Regions from separate parts of the Oryctolagus cuniculus genome. Here region 2 is linked to region 1. A link is a contact called in public Hi-C data. All regions are on one chromosome and are shown on one strand. Each heading gives the region's core, a stretch centred on a gene start, on an enhancer-like site or on the middle of the called end of the contact. The rest is flanking DNA. Distances are from core to core; before and after follow the strand shown. Region 1 holds the start of LOC138848883 (proline-rich protein 19-like). Region 2 overlaps CD36 (CD36 molecule (CD36 blood group)).

Region 1 (7,018 bases), core at 344-2,843:
GGCAGCACCCCTGCCGCTTTCCCCACTTTCGCGGAGGAGCGGCACCCCGCCAGCCAGCTCTCTCAGGGGCTGCTCAGATGTTCCTCAGATGTTCCCTGGTGCATATTGTCTCTCTCCTCCTTTATAGTCCTCTTCCACCAATCCATGCTCTGCTACCCACACACTGAGCACGCTGCTCTCCTACAATCAGGAGCAGGATCAGCTCCTGCCACTTGTTAGTCAAATTGCGAGGCAGCTGCGTAGAAGTTGTTTGCTCTCTCTCAGCGCCATATTGTGGGAGATCAGATGCATAGAATTAGTCCTAGTTCCAGTAATTTAGTCTAGTCTCAGTTGCTCCCCACAGAACTCTAAAGGAAGTTAAGTTAATCTACCTACACAATTATATTTCAACAAAAGCAGGATAGACCAATTGCATTTCATGATTTTTTTGTTTTTCTTTACCTTAGTATTATTTTTTCTTTTTAAAATTGTTTTGAACATAAAGAGAACAAATTTCATGTGTTCATAAGTACAGTTCTAACAACCATACTTCCCTCCCTCTCACTCCCAACCTTAATTTCCCCCCTTCTTTCCTATTTTATTTAATATTTTAAAAAACATAATTTCCATCTAATCTTTAATCATAGGCTTAAGGAACCACTAACCATAATATTCAATGAGTAAAAAAAAAAAAAAAAAAGACCAGAGTTTTGCAGGGGTATGAACAAGGGTTAAAATAACAATCAAATCACAATATTTCTGTTTCATTCCTATGCATTTTTTGTATTTTATATAAACTAACACATAACAGAGAAAACATATATTTGTCTAAAAAGGGATTAAAATTCTCCAGTTCTATGGATTTGCCAAAGTATTGCTCTTTCTTTTCCTATGAAATAGGAGAAACTGCTCAGAAAATAGTGATTTTTTTGTAATTCTCTTCTAGTTTCACATCTTCATAATTATTCAGAAGATATTCTGAAGCACAAAGCCTAGTTTCTGAGAACTCCAAAATGCTCCGTAAGTCTTAAGCCTTCCTCTCATCATTGTTTTCTCCTTCTGGGTTATAATGTAGGTGAAATGTCAAATAGTTCTTAGACGTAAGCCATCTTACTCCAAAGCCGAATGCTGAGTCCCCAAGAATAGCATTAGAGGAGCACTTGGCCTGCAGGCTCTGTCCTCTGCTTGGTAAAAGCACTTGCCAAGTGGTTCTTAGGACACAACCTGCTGAAATTTTGCAGTTTAACAGCAGCCCTCTGGAAGTCCACTATCATTGGGGAAATGGAGGAGGATAACACTCCCATGGTACAATGGTCAATACAAAACGTGTTTATTTCCTCCTGCCCTGATTAACTTGCAAAAGGGAAAGGTTAAAAATGCAGAATATAAAAAACAGATCTCTGTCCCCTATGGGTCCACCGCCTTCTGCTGCAAATTTGAAAGCACTGTGTATCTCAGAAGAGGCCAGGACCTCCAATAGCAGGAACTGAAACAATCTAAAATTAGATGTTAATGGGGAAAGTCTCTGGGGACATTATAGAAAATGTTTGTTCATTTGTTTCCTTACATGTCATTCAGCCAGTGTCGTAAATTATAGGTCAGAGGTTCTGGCATGTTTCCAAAAGACTACTGCCTGTTACACTGAGTACAAATTCCAAGAGAATTAAGGAGAGCTGATAGGATTTCACCTTAAAGAAGAAGACATTCAGAGCAGAAAATCAGCAGTGCCAAAGAAATAAAAAAAGACAGAACTCCCCATTGAGATTGAATCCAGCTGTGGAACACTAGTAAGGCACAGCTAGTAGCAAAGTGAACTTGAGAAGTTAACGAGAAACTAATAACTTACAATTTGCTCCATTTTGAGAGTGAAAGCAAGAAAGTGAGGCAGAGGACGAAGCTAAGAACCTCAGGCAGCCTCGCCTGTGCCAAAATCCTTAGCCTTCAGATGCAAGACCTACCAGATCTGCACCAGCTCAACGAGGCCCTTCCTGTAACTACCCCTAGCCCCAGTAAAACTAGCATAGTCACTGTCTGCAGTCCCTCGGAATGGAACAAGCATCCATGTTTCATACTGATGTCATGGTCTTCACACTACAACAATGTGGACACAGGCCATTCAGTTATGGATATCACAAATATTTCTTAATCACATTCTATTTTTTTCTTTTTTTCAGGATTTTATTTATTTTTATTTGAAAGGCAGAGTTACAGAAAGTCAGAGGCAGAAAAAGAGAGAGAAGTCTTCCAATCTGCTGGTTCACTCCCTAAATGACCACAACCACTAAAGCTGAATTGATCCAAAGCCAGGAGCTTCTTCCAGGTCTCCCACACAGGTGCAGGGGCCCAAGCACTTGGGCCAACTCCCACTGCTTTCCCAGGACATAGCAGGGAGCTGCATCAGAAGTGGAGCAGCCAGGACTCAAACCAGCACCCATTTGGGATGCCTGCACTGCAGGCGGTGGCTTTAGCCACTATTCTGTAGTGCCAGTCCCTCACATTCTATTTGCTAGAAAAAAAAATACCAGGGTTGTGGTCTTGTCAAAGGGGATTTTACTAGCTAATGGGGGAGAAACAAATTATGGATACACAAATAAATCTATGAGGAGAGGGTTGATAAGTTTATTAATTTCACAAACTGCTGTAGAAGTTCAACTAGAAATAGCAAAAGCAAGGGGACTTAAGGATGTCTAACATATGCTCAGGAATGGAGCAAACTGAGCTGGTCAGGAGGTGGTACTGAACAGAAAAGACAAGAGCCTTCCATGTCAGGAAGGCTTAGGTTTTCTTTTCTAGGCCATGATGTTAGTTGGTAGGGATTCAGGTATCTCTACTTTTACAAGCTCCCAGGATGAGTCTTCTGCCAACCTATCCAACAAAATAAGACAAAAATTCCTCTTGCCATTGTCAGAGTTCATATTTTCCAACATGCCATGGCATTTTCCCCCATATAATTAGAATTATTCATTATTGAAGTGAATTTTTTGAAAATGTTTTTATTTATTCATTTGAGAGACAGAAAGAGCAAGAGAGAAAGAAAGAGAGAAAGAGAACACTCTCCTTTCCACTTGTTTACTGCCCAAATGCTGGGGCTGGACCAGGGCTGAAATCAGGGACCAAGAACTCAAGCAAGGTCTCCCACATGGGCAGCAGGAACTGAAGTAGTTGAGCCATCACTGCTACCTTCCAGAGTCTGTATTTGCAGGAAGCTGGAGTCCTGAGTCAGAGCAGGGTATCCTACATGGGTGTTCTAATATTAAAGGCAGAACTCTTAACCAACATGCTAAACATCTGCTCTCTGCCAATGATTTTTAGATTGAAACATGGAATTGCTGTTTTTGTAGATTGAAAATATTCAAATATAAATAGTTACATGAGTTTTCATTTAATTACTAAAAATGTATAAGTATTCAAAAAGTCCAATATTATAAAGCTTTTGTAACTTGGATCTTTATTAGTTGACATGGGAGTTTTATCCCAAATATTAGGTCTTATTTAATCAGTGTACTCAGTACATATTGGTCTATCACACGGATTTTAGTTGAGTAGCATCTTCAGATACCAAAGGGAAGAAACCAGAATCCTTATACTCAGAGCTTATATTAATCACATGAAGGAACTTTAGTCCCTTGACTTTATTTAAAATAGGAAAACCCAGATTCTAACTTTGTTGTGGGCTTCAAATGGTTGATTTATTCAAGAAAATAATCCAGGTCTCCAATCCCTAATATAAGAGCTTTTTGAGTAAGCTTTTATGTGATTTCTAAATATCAGCTAACCATAAAATTCCAAGTTTCTATTTTCCCCCATATTACATAAATGTCTGTATTTCCTCAGGTATTTGTATCAAGAATACATTAACCTTGCTTTATAATACTCTTTATTTGCATTTTACCCATTCTCTTCATATTGATTTAGGTTTTATTTTCTGCCTCCTTTTCATTGTCTTTTTTTTTGAACCTCTAACGAGTGTGTTAGCACTGCTTCATTTCTTGTTATCCATAGAAGTTGTAGAACAGGTATAAAACAGAAAGGAAAATACAGCTCTGTTGTCCTCCCCAAGCTCTGTTAGGATGACAAGTTCCCAAAGTTGTCTCTGGAAAGCCTCATAGGGAAAGATGAAGAAAAACAAGGAAGTGAACTCTGTTCTCTGAGACACATAGCCTTGACCTGAACAGACTGTGCTTTCTTTGGGCTTTGTATTTTCAAAATACAAAGAAAAGGAGACAAAAAAAAAAAAAAAGAAAGAAAAAGAAAAAGAATGTTTATTTCAAATATTTACTTGGGCTCACTAAGTTTTGTATACTTATTTTAGATTTAAGGTATGTAAAATAACCAGAGGTAGTAAGCCATAAACCAAAGTAATGTCAAGTTATTTTTTAAAATTCAAAATATGATGAAGAATAAGCAAATAGCTAATTATAATGACTGCAATCTAAAAATAACTTGAAAGAGACAGAGGAGGGATGTGCACTGCAATGCAGCGGGCTGAGCTGCTTCTTGGGATGCTGAATCTTATATTGGAGAGCCAGTTCAAATCCTGGTTATTCTGTTTCTAATCCAGTTTCCTGTGAAGTTGCTGATGCTGGACTATGTACTTGGTTTCCTGCCACCCCTGTGGGAGACCCAGATGGAGCTCCCAGCTCCTGGCTTTGGCATTTGGTGAGTGAACAGCTGATGGAAGATCTTTCTGTCCCTCCCTCTCTCCCTCTGTCTGTCAAACAAATCTTAAAACATAAATAAGGAGGGGGAGAAGAGGAAGAAGAAGTAGAAGAAGTAGGAGGAGGAGGAAGAAGAGGGGAGGAAGGAGGAGAGGGAAGAAGGGAAAAGGAAGGCAAGGAAAATATCTAACAATAGCTATACTTACTGATTTATTTTTATTGATATGGACATTAGTCAATAAAGTTGTCAGAAAGTCAATCAATATGTTTCTAAGGGTCTTTTATGCCTCAGGCACTAGGGGAAAGTAAGAAATTTGAGTTATGGAGCCAGCGCCATAGATCACTCGGTTAGTCTTCTGCCTGCGGCACCTGCATCCCACATGTGCGCCGGGTTCTGTACCCGGTTACTCCTCTTCCAGTCCAGCTCTCTGTTGTGCTCCGGGAGTGCAGTGGAGGATAGCGCAAGTGCTTGGGCCCTGCACCCCATGGGAGACCAGGAAGGGGCTCCTGGCTTCGGATCAGTGCAATGCTGGCCGTGGCGGCCATTTGGGGAGTGAACCAACGGAAGGAAGACCTTTTTGTCTCTCTCTTTCACTGTCTATAACTCAACCTGCCAAGTTAAAAAAAAAAAAAGAAAGAAAAGAAATTTGAGTTAAATACATCCCCTGCTTGATGGATCTTCTGGTTAAGGTCCTGGACTCATATAGTTTTTCTCCAGGAACTAGAGTAGAAGGTAGGGGTGAGGAGAGAAGGTATGGTTTTGGTAGGAAGTAGAATTTTAGGGAGACAAAATGGGCTTCAAAAAATGCAAAAGCTGAAATCTCAAAATTTTCCACTCTCAAATTGTCCTAGGTGGGACTTCAAGCAAAAAAAAAAAAAAAAAAAAAAAAAAAAAAAAAAACAAAAACAAACTTTGTTACCCAGAAAGGCTTTCTCAGGAGTGCAAAAGCAGCTGACTGTGCCTTTCCACACTGTGGTTGCCTTGAAATTCCTTTTGGCAAGTTGTCAAGAGATGTCAAGAGGCAAAAGCCCTAAAGAAATCAGGCTACAGGCAAAGTACTGATGAAGTCAAAGAAGGAGAAATCCTCTGAGAAATCCGTATCAGTGCTGCGATGTCCAAGTGCCCTCCTCTGTACTTGCATTGCCTAATAAGAGAACAAAATCCAAGACAGTTTCTTGCAGGAAGTATTCAGAAAGTTATATATGAACAGCAGACGATATCTAAGCACAAATTTCATAACTACTTATGATAGAAAAATATAGCAACACATGATAGAAAAGGGCTAACATTTTCAACCTTAGCTGTCTATGACAAATTATATTATAATGAGTGAATGATTAATTGAAGTAAATCAGCATAAGGTTTCAGAATTCTTTGATATCCTAAATAGAACTCTGAATTGTAATTTAATTATCTCTGTCACGTGATTTTTTTGCATGTCTCTCAAATAAGCCTAACACTAATTTGTATGGAGAGCTTTTTTGTTGCTATGCTTTGGAAAAAAAAATCTGAAGAGTGTTTTCATAAAGTTTTTTTTTGCACTTGTTTACAAAGGTGATTCAACTATATTTAAGGATCTCCAAAGTTGACGACCTCAGGTAAATGAAGATTGGACACAGCCATGTTAGAGAAGGAACTGAATAGAGAGAAGTGCAAATTTAAAAATACAGTAGCTACAGGGCACATTCAAGGGAGAAGAATTTGTTTAGGGGTGCTGAGGCCACCATGACACCCCATCCTGATGCACCAAAACACCAAAAGGCATTCCACAAACAGTGCAAGAAATCCCTCCCTATGAGACAGTGGGGACACTCACCTTGCCTACTTGGGTGGATGTGAATTCAGTTTGTTTGATGGAGCTGATCAGCAAATTATCTATCCTTGACTCATAGTTGAGATATCATGGCTTACTGGTTAAAGGCCCCTAGGAAAACACACTCAGGTTAATTCCCTGGACTGCAGTGCCGGCATCCTATATGAGTGCTGGTTCAAGACCCGGCTGTTCCACTTCCAATCCAGCTCTCTGCTATGGCCTGGGAAAGCAGTACAAGATGACCCAAGTCCTTGGGCCCCTGCACCTATGTGGGAGACCTGGAAGAAGCTCCTGGCTCCTGGCTTCGTATAGGCACAGCTCCAGCTATTGTGGCCAATTGGGGAGTGAACCAGTGGATGAAAGACCTCTCTGTATCCCTCTGCCTCTTCTCTCTCTGTGTACCTCTGGCTTTCAAATAAATAACTAAATCTTTAAAAAATAAATAAATAAAGGTAACTCATTTACAGATCACCTTGTGTCATTCTTGGAGGAAGACTTCACTTACATTTTAAAGTTTACTTTAAAGTAGTAAGTAAAAAGTTTACTACTAATTATTACTTAATCTTT
Region 2 (7,018 bases), core at 1,863-4,362, 120 kb before region 1:
TTATGACATATGAATTCCAGGTTCTCACAAGTGTATATCATATTGTGCCTATAATATTCTTTTACAATCAAATAGTTATGTAGGAATTTGCTAATATTATAAGTAAAGTATTCCAAGGTAATACTTTTTCTTAACAAAAAAAAAAAAGAAAAAATCTTTCTCAACAACGTTATGAACAGTCACACACTTGGGCATAGAGACAGGAGATTTGGGGAAAACCTGTGACACAGGCAGGCACAATAAATCTCTGCCGCTTCCCTGTCACACACCTCAGCAGAGGCTCTACCCTCACCACAACTGTTGGCGTTGACTCTACTTGGGGTGTGAGTTGCCAATCTAGAAACATACTAATGCTTTAGAGAGAAAGGCAAATTATACAGCCATCGAATATCCCAAACAAATAAGAACTATAACTACAAATATAGGATTTCCTAAGAATTCATCATAGAGTATAGCTACTTGTAATTACCCATGAAGGGACATTCACACATTTGTATAACAAGTGACAATGCAGGACTTAGGGATGTTTCCATATGGATATCATAAATGTATTCCTAATCTTTGGTGAAGGCAGTGCTTATAAGAAGTAGCATGGGGCAGGTATAGTGTAGCAGATTAAGCCTCTGCCTGCAGTGCTGGCATCCTATATAGGAACTAGTTCAAGTCCTGGCTGCTCCACTTCTGATCCAGCTCCCTGTTAACGTGCCTGGGAAAAACAGCAGAAGATGGCCCAAGTCCTTGGGCCTCTTGCACCCACGGAGGAGACCTGGAAGAAGCTACTGGCTTCTGCCTGGCCCTGGCCATCTGGGGAGTAAGGCAGTATATGGAAGATCTCTTTCTCTCTCTCTCTTTCTCTCTCTCTCTTTCTCTCTCTTTTTCTTTCTTTTTCTTTCTCTCTCTCTCTCTTTCTGTCTCTCTGTCTCTCCCTCTCTTACTGTACCTCTGACTTTCAAATACACAAGTCTTTAAAAAAGGAATAAATACTTTTAATTAAAAAGTAAATATAATGATTAAATTCTTAATAGTCTAGGATTCTACCCAGATGGGAAAGAGCATTGCAAAATGTCTTAAATGGCAGAGACACAACAAGGACATTTCAATACAGGGACATTGGTCAGGTAGACACCCTCTTAGAAACGTATGTGGTCCAGACACAAGCCCCATGGCCCACTCAGCAGTGGAGAATCACTCACCTGTACGTGTAAGGACCTCTTTGCTTCACCTTAATGTTGCTGCTGTTTGCTACCACTTGGTCTGGATTTTGCACATCGAAGATCCAAAACTGTCTATAAACATCTGTGCCTGTTTTCACCCAGTTTTTAAAAGCAATTGTACCTTCCTCAAGGACAACTTCCTAGGAATAAGAAAAAATAAAATATGCAGGTTATTTCTTTGTAGTAAAGGCAGGGCCTGCTAGGAGCTTCTTTTTTATCACCTTCAATGAGCCAAGATGAAAGCCTCAAGTTCAAGGGTCTTGCTCATGAGAACCTCTGCAACTTTGACATGCACTTGGCAGTGGAACTGGTCTTTCTTTTCCTTTTAAAATATGTTGTTTATTTATTTGTGAGGCAGAGTTACAGAGAGAGGAGAGACAGAGAGAAAGGTCTTCCATCCACTGGTTCATTACCCAGATGGCCACAACAGCCAGAGCTGAGCAGATCCAAAGCCAGGAGCCAGAAACTTTTGCTGGGTCTCTCACATGGACACAGGGGCCCAAGCACTTGGGTCATCTTCTGCTGCTTTCCCAGGTCATAGCAGAGCTGGATCGAAGAGAAACAGCCAGGATGCAAACCAGTATCCGTATTAGACGCTGGCACCACAGGCAGCAGCTTACTATGCCACAGCACTGGCCACAGTGGACATGGTTTTGAGGTACTAGGACTGTAACCCTTTTTAGGTACCCTCTTGTGACAAGCATCTATGTGTAACCCTGAAGGCTGGACTGTGGATGTTAAAGCAAACCATTGCAAATTCTAGAGTGACCCTGGGGGAACACTGCAATGGTCAGTGACAATTTAAAAGTGTATTCAAATTGTTCCAAAAACTTTTCAAGTTGAACATTAACTTCTTTTATGCCCCTAAATGAGTTTATTTAATTAAGCAGAACATAAAATTAAAGGAAAAAAATTAGAAACTTTTTCCTTTCTTGGATATTTCAGAAGCTTATGGCTTAGCATCTATTAAATGAAGACAATAAATACTTCTAGACAAAAAAAAAAAAATTGACTTCTCCACTCAGAATCCTGCTCCATACAGTTTCTCCAACTCCTAATACATTTGCAGCAACCCGTTACTACAACAGTCTAATCCATTCTATTCTGCAAATGAAAAGATGAGATAGGAATATGTCTTCTTAGGTAAAATCTATTAAAATTCACAAAGTCTTGTACCAAATATAGACAAGAAGAAAATGCATCGATGATAGCATATAAAAACCCTCCATTAGAAATCTGGTTCTTTGCTTCAGGAGATTTGGGACCAAGTGGAAAGTCACCAACCCCCTTAGGGTCAATTTCATTATTTGCCAAATGAGAGAGTCACCATAGAGGCTCTCCCAGTGTCTTTCCTAGGTGCTGACTCTCAGAGCACAAAGTCTATGAAGCTATAGTAACCAATGCAAACAAAGGTGATTTTGTAGCCAGCAGTATTTCCAATTAAGTGCCCTGGGAAGCAGGCACAGGTAGGAGACCTGTGCAAGGGGAAAAGGAAGACAACCATTTCACAGAAACAAGCTTAAGGGGATCCATGGATCCAGGAACAAGCTGATCTATTTGTTTCCTTCTCTTGGAAGCATGAGTTCTTAGAACAATGGGTCAGGAAAAGACATCAAACCTAATCTTGTTTTTCAGTAGGGCACAATGAGGCTCTGAGGACCCAGGGAGGTGGCCCCAGAGTGACCTGGGCAAGGAGCAGTGGGTTCAGAAAATCCTCCTCTCTCCCCGTACTAGTCCTTTGTTACAGCAGGTCCCAGCTGTCTTTGTTTCTCCTGTCTGTCACCCTCTGCATATACTGGGTGGAAGCCAAATGAAGTTTAGTATCTTCAGCATATTCGATTGCTTAATGCTGAGTGTCAGGGAATTCCTCAGAGAACTACCAGGCGTGGTGTTAAAACGCAATTACAAAATCCCACGCCGTTGCGAAGCACTTACACTGTGTACACTGGAGCTGCTAAAGTAATGTGCAATCTCTTGCTTTTTTGAGAACTTGTCTCTGGAAAACTTTCCAGTTGCTCTTCAAAAAGCTTGCTTCCATGCAACAAGCCCAAAATGAAGGCAAAATCACATTAAACCTTATAACCATTCTAAAGGTGAAGATGTTTGATGAGAGTGTTGATGCTGGAAACAATTTACCAATTTCAAGAGACTTTACAAAAGGGGAATTATGCAATTATTATCACACCATAAGGATCTTGGAACCTAAAGCAGTATCTGTAATTGACCACATGCCTCTCCAAGTTCACATGTTATTTCAGCCCCAACTTTGAAGAAAAACTCCGATTCCTACAGAATTCAATAGGGTCTGACATATATAATGTGTACTTAACTGTATAATTCATTTAAGACATTGTAAGTGTTTTAGGCCTTTTTTTCCTTTATATCATTTTTCCTTATTATTATTATTTCCTTATTATCATTTTTCCTTTATATCATTTTGCCTTATTAGTTGCTGGAGATTTTTTTAATAGAAATGTTGAAAAAATGAATTGAAATGATATATGGAATTATATACTCTTAGAGTTAGCACCACCTTATTTTCAGAGGTTGAAAGGGGAGTTCATAGGAAAAACAAATGTCTGATTCATTGTTATGTGATGATTGTGTAGCACGCAATGGAGATATCACAACTTCTCACTCCAGTATTGTACAGTTCCCATAACGCCAGGATTTGTTCAGAGACAAAAGGAAAAATATCATAGTGGTCAAAACAAATGCAGTTCTTCTTCTGATGACATTACTATGTGTCTTAGAACACTGTGCAGTAGCTACTTGAACAACAAGACTAAATGTGTTAGAGGTTCCTTTAATCGTTAAGAGGAGTAAAAGATTTTACATCCATGTTAATTTAAAAGAGAAAGATCTTAAATGGAGCTATATTGCCTAGTTTGCAAATCTTTCACTGATTTTGAAGAAAGCTGATAATTATGAAGACAGAATAAAAGATATAATTGAAGACCTCTGACTTGGCTAATGTGTACATCGACATATAACCCTGATATTAAGTATTCAGATTGTCTAAATCTCATAAATAAGTCTAACCTGAAGACTCTGAAATGTCTATTCTACTTTGCTAGTTTCAAGATAGTTATTTTTTTCTTCCATCTTATCGGCTTATTTTTTCAGAGAACTTTTTTTTTTTTTTTTTTTTTTGACAGGCAGAGTGGACAGTGAGAGAGACAGAGAGAAAGGTCTTCCTTTTGTCGTTGGTTCACCCTCCAATGGCCGCCGCGGCCGGCGCGTTGCGGCCGGCGCACCGCGCTGATCCAATGGCAGGAGCCAGGAGCCAGGTGCTTTTCCTGGTCTCCCATGGGGTGCAGGGCCCAAGCACTTGGGCCATCCTCCACTGCACTCCCTGGCCACAGCAGAGAGCTGGCCTGGAAGAGGGGCAACCGGGACAGAATCCGGCGCCCCAACCGGGACTAGAACCCGGTGTATCGGCACCGCTAGGCGGAGGATTAGCCTAGTGAGCGGTGGCGCTGGCCCAAGAGAACTTTTATTTAATAAATATAAATTTCCAAAGTACAACTTTTGGGTTATAACAGTTTTTCACCCCATAACCACCCTCCCACCCACAAACCATCCCATCTCCCATCCCATTCTTCATTAAGATTCATTTTTAATTATCTTTATATACAAAAGCTCAACTTAGTATATACTAAGATTTCAACAGTTTGCACCCACACAGGCATGCAAAGTATAAAGTACTGTACGAAGACTAGTTTTACTGTTAATTTGCATAGTAGCACATATTAAGGTCAGAGATCCTACATGAGGAGTAAGTGCACAGTGACTCCTGTTGTTGACTTAACAATTGACACTCTCGTTTATGGCGTCAGTAACACCCGAGGTTCTTGTCATGAGCTGCCAAGGCTGTGGAAGCCTCTTGAGTTCACCAACTCCAACCTTATTTAGACAAGGCCATAATCAAAGTGGAAGTTATTTTTAACAGCCATGTCTTCTTTTTCAAAAAACAAAAAGTTTATTTATTTGAGATACAGAGAGAGAGACTGGGCAGCAAAGAGAGAGAAAGGAAGAAGGAGAGGGAGAAGGAAAACATGCTAGCCAGACAGAACTCTCATTTTCTGATTCATTCCCCAAATGCTCCCACCACCCAGGCTGAGTCAGGCCCACGCTGGAGTCAAGGATTCAATCCACATCTCACATGTCGGTGGTGGGGACCCGACCACCTGAGCTGTCACTGCTGCCTCCCAAAGTCTGCATGAGAAGGAAGTTGGCATCAGGCACCAGGGCCAGAACTCAAACGCAGGCACTGCAGTGTGGGACGAAGGTATCCTAAGCAGCATCTACACCAATAGGCCAAATGGCTGCCCAGGGACAGTCAGGTCTTTTAGAACATACTCAGGCAATTATTGTTTGTGCATGAAATTAGCACTCCTCTACGTGACTGGCAACGTTAGCATAACAATGGAGTATTACTCTTGGAATTCTTTTATGTGTAGGATAGGTGGAGTACAAATGTAGAAAACATACTATTTCACTTTCCAGAATCATATATAGCAGATTTTGATCTTTGTTTGGACTATTTGGCCGTATGGGTGTCCTAACAAAATATAATGGCTTCTTCTCTCAAATCATAGAAGGAAATAAAATGCTATGAGTTTGATTCCCTGTCTGGTCACTTTAATAACCATTTAAATTTGGGCAGGTTATTTGTCCCTCAGTTTCCTTCCCCAGAAAATGAGGATAAAAATAATTTCAGTTAGAACTACATGAAGTTAGTTTTTTTTTTTTTTAATTTATTTAATTGAAAGTCAGAATTACAGAGAGAGAAAGAGATAGAGGTCTTCCATCCTCTGGTTCACTCTCCAAATGGCTGTAACAAGGCTGGGCCAGGCCTAAGCCAGGAGGCAGGAGCTTCTTCTATCTCCCACATTGGTGCAGGGGCCCAAGCATGTGGGCCATCATCTGTCCTTTTCCAGGCACATTAACAGGGAGCTGGGTTGGAAATGGAGCATGGGGCCGGTACTTTGGCGTAGTGGGTGAAGCTGCCACCTGCAGTGCGGGCATCCCATATGGGCGCCAGTTCGAGTACTGGCTGCTCCACTTTCGATCCAGCCCTCTGCTGTGCCCTGGGAAAGTAGTGGAAGATGGCCCAAGCCCTTAAGCCCCTGCATCCATGTGGGAGACCTGGAGAAAGCTCGTGGCTCCTGGCTTCAGATCAGTGCGTCTCCGGCCACTGCGGCCAACTGGGGAGTCAACCAGTGGATAGAAGACCTCTCCCCTTCTCTGCCTCCTCTTCTCTCTCTGCGTAACTCTGACTTTCAAAGTAAATATATAAATATTTTAAAAAAAAAAAAAAAGGAAGTGGAGCAGCTGGGACTCAAATTGGCACCCATGTGGGATATTGGCACTGCAGACAGCAGTTTATGCCACAGTGCCAGCCCAAAGTTAGTTATTTTTGAAGGTCAAAAATTGTTGGCAAATGATGGCAGAACTTTGACCTTTTCCAAAGTGCTTTGGTGGTTTCCACATTGATAGCAGCTCATGCTGTCGACTTTTAATCTGCTAGAATGATTGTGTGAACCTCTGGCTTCACACAAATCAATTAGTAAAAAAAAGGGGGGGGGGCGGGGGTTGAGCTGTATTTTCATATAGTTTAAGTTAACAATTATGCTTTTGGTTGCTAAGAGGATGAATAAGTGTGGGCATTAGAACAGTGTAAGCCCACCATGAGTATTTCATATATCTTAGATTTTAGTATTATACAAATACTGTCCACCATTTAGAGGGTTGTTTTTTTGTTTTTTTGTTTTTTGTTTTGTTTTGTTTTTGTTTTTGTT

What was found. Hi-C and Micro-C count contacts between places; a contact is called where the count stands out from the background.
Region 2: a Hi-C map of an unstated tissue shows a contact between it and region 1, with 4 times the contacts expected there. The contact joins the enhancer-like site here to the promoter of LOC138848883 in region 1. A contact is called at or near these places in 2 of 6 Hi-C or Micro-C datasets (psoas muscle and an unstated tissue).

What each region holds. Positions count from the first base shown.
Region 1 is chr3:145,273,208-145,280,225 of mOryCun1.1, reverse strand. LOC138848883 (proline-rich protein 19-like) reads right to left here and starts at 1,593. Exons shown (of 3, transcript XM_070069888.1): 1 at 1,547-1,593. The coding sequence starts at 1,593. All of the region lies in intron 1 of CD36 (CD36 molecule (CD36 blood group)), which reads right to left.
Region 2 is chr3:145,398,710-145,405,727 of mOryCun1.1, reverse strand. CD36 (CD36 molecule (CD36 blood group)) reads right to left here. Exons shown (of 15, transcript XM_070071236.1): 4 at 1,194-1,354. Among named protein-coding and RNA genes, the nearest start is that of GNAT3, 140 kb to the right of the region's middle. Within about 2 kb of position 3,112, at least 3 of the 8 cell types and tissues checked have an H3K27ac peak or open chromatin away from gene starts, as enhancers often do.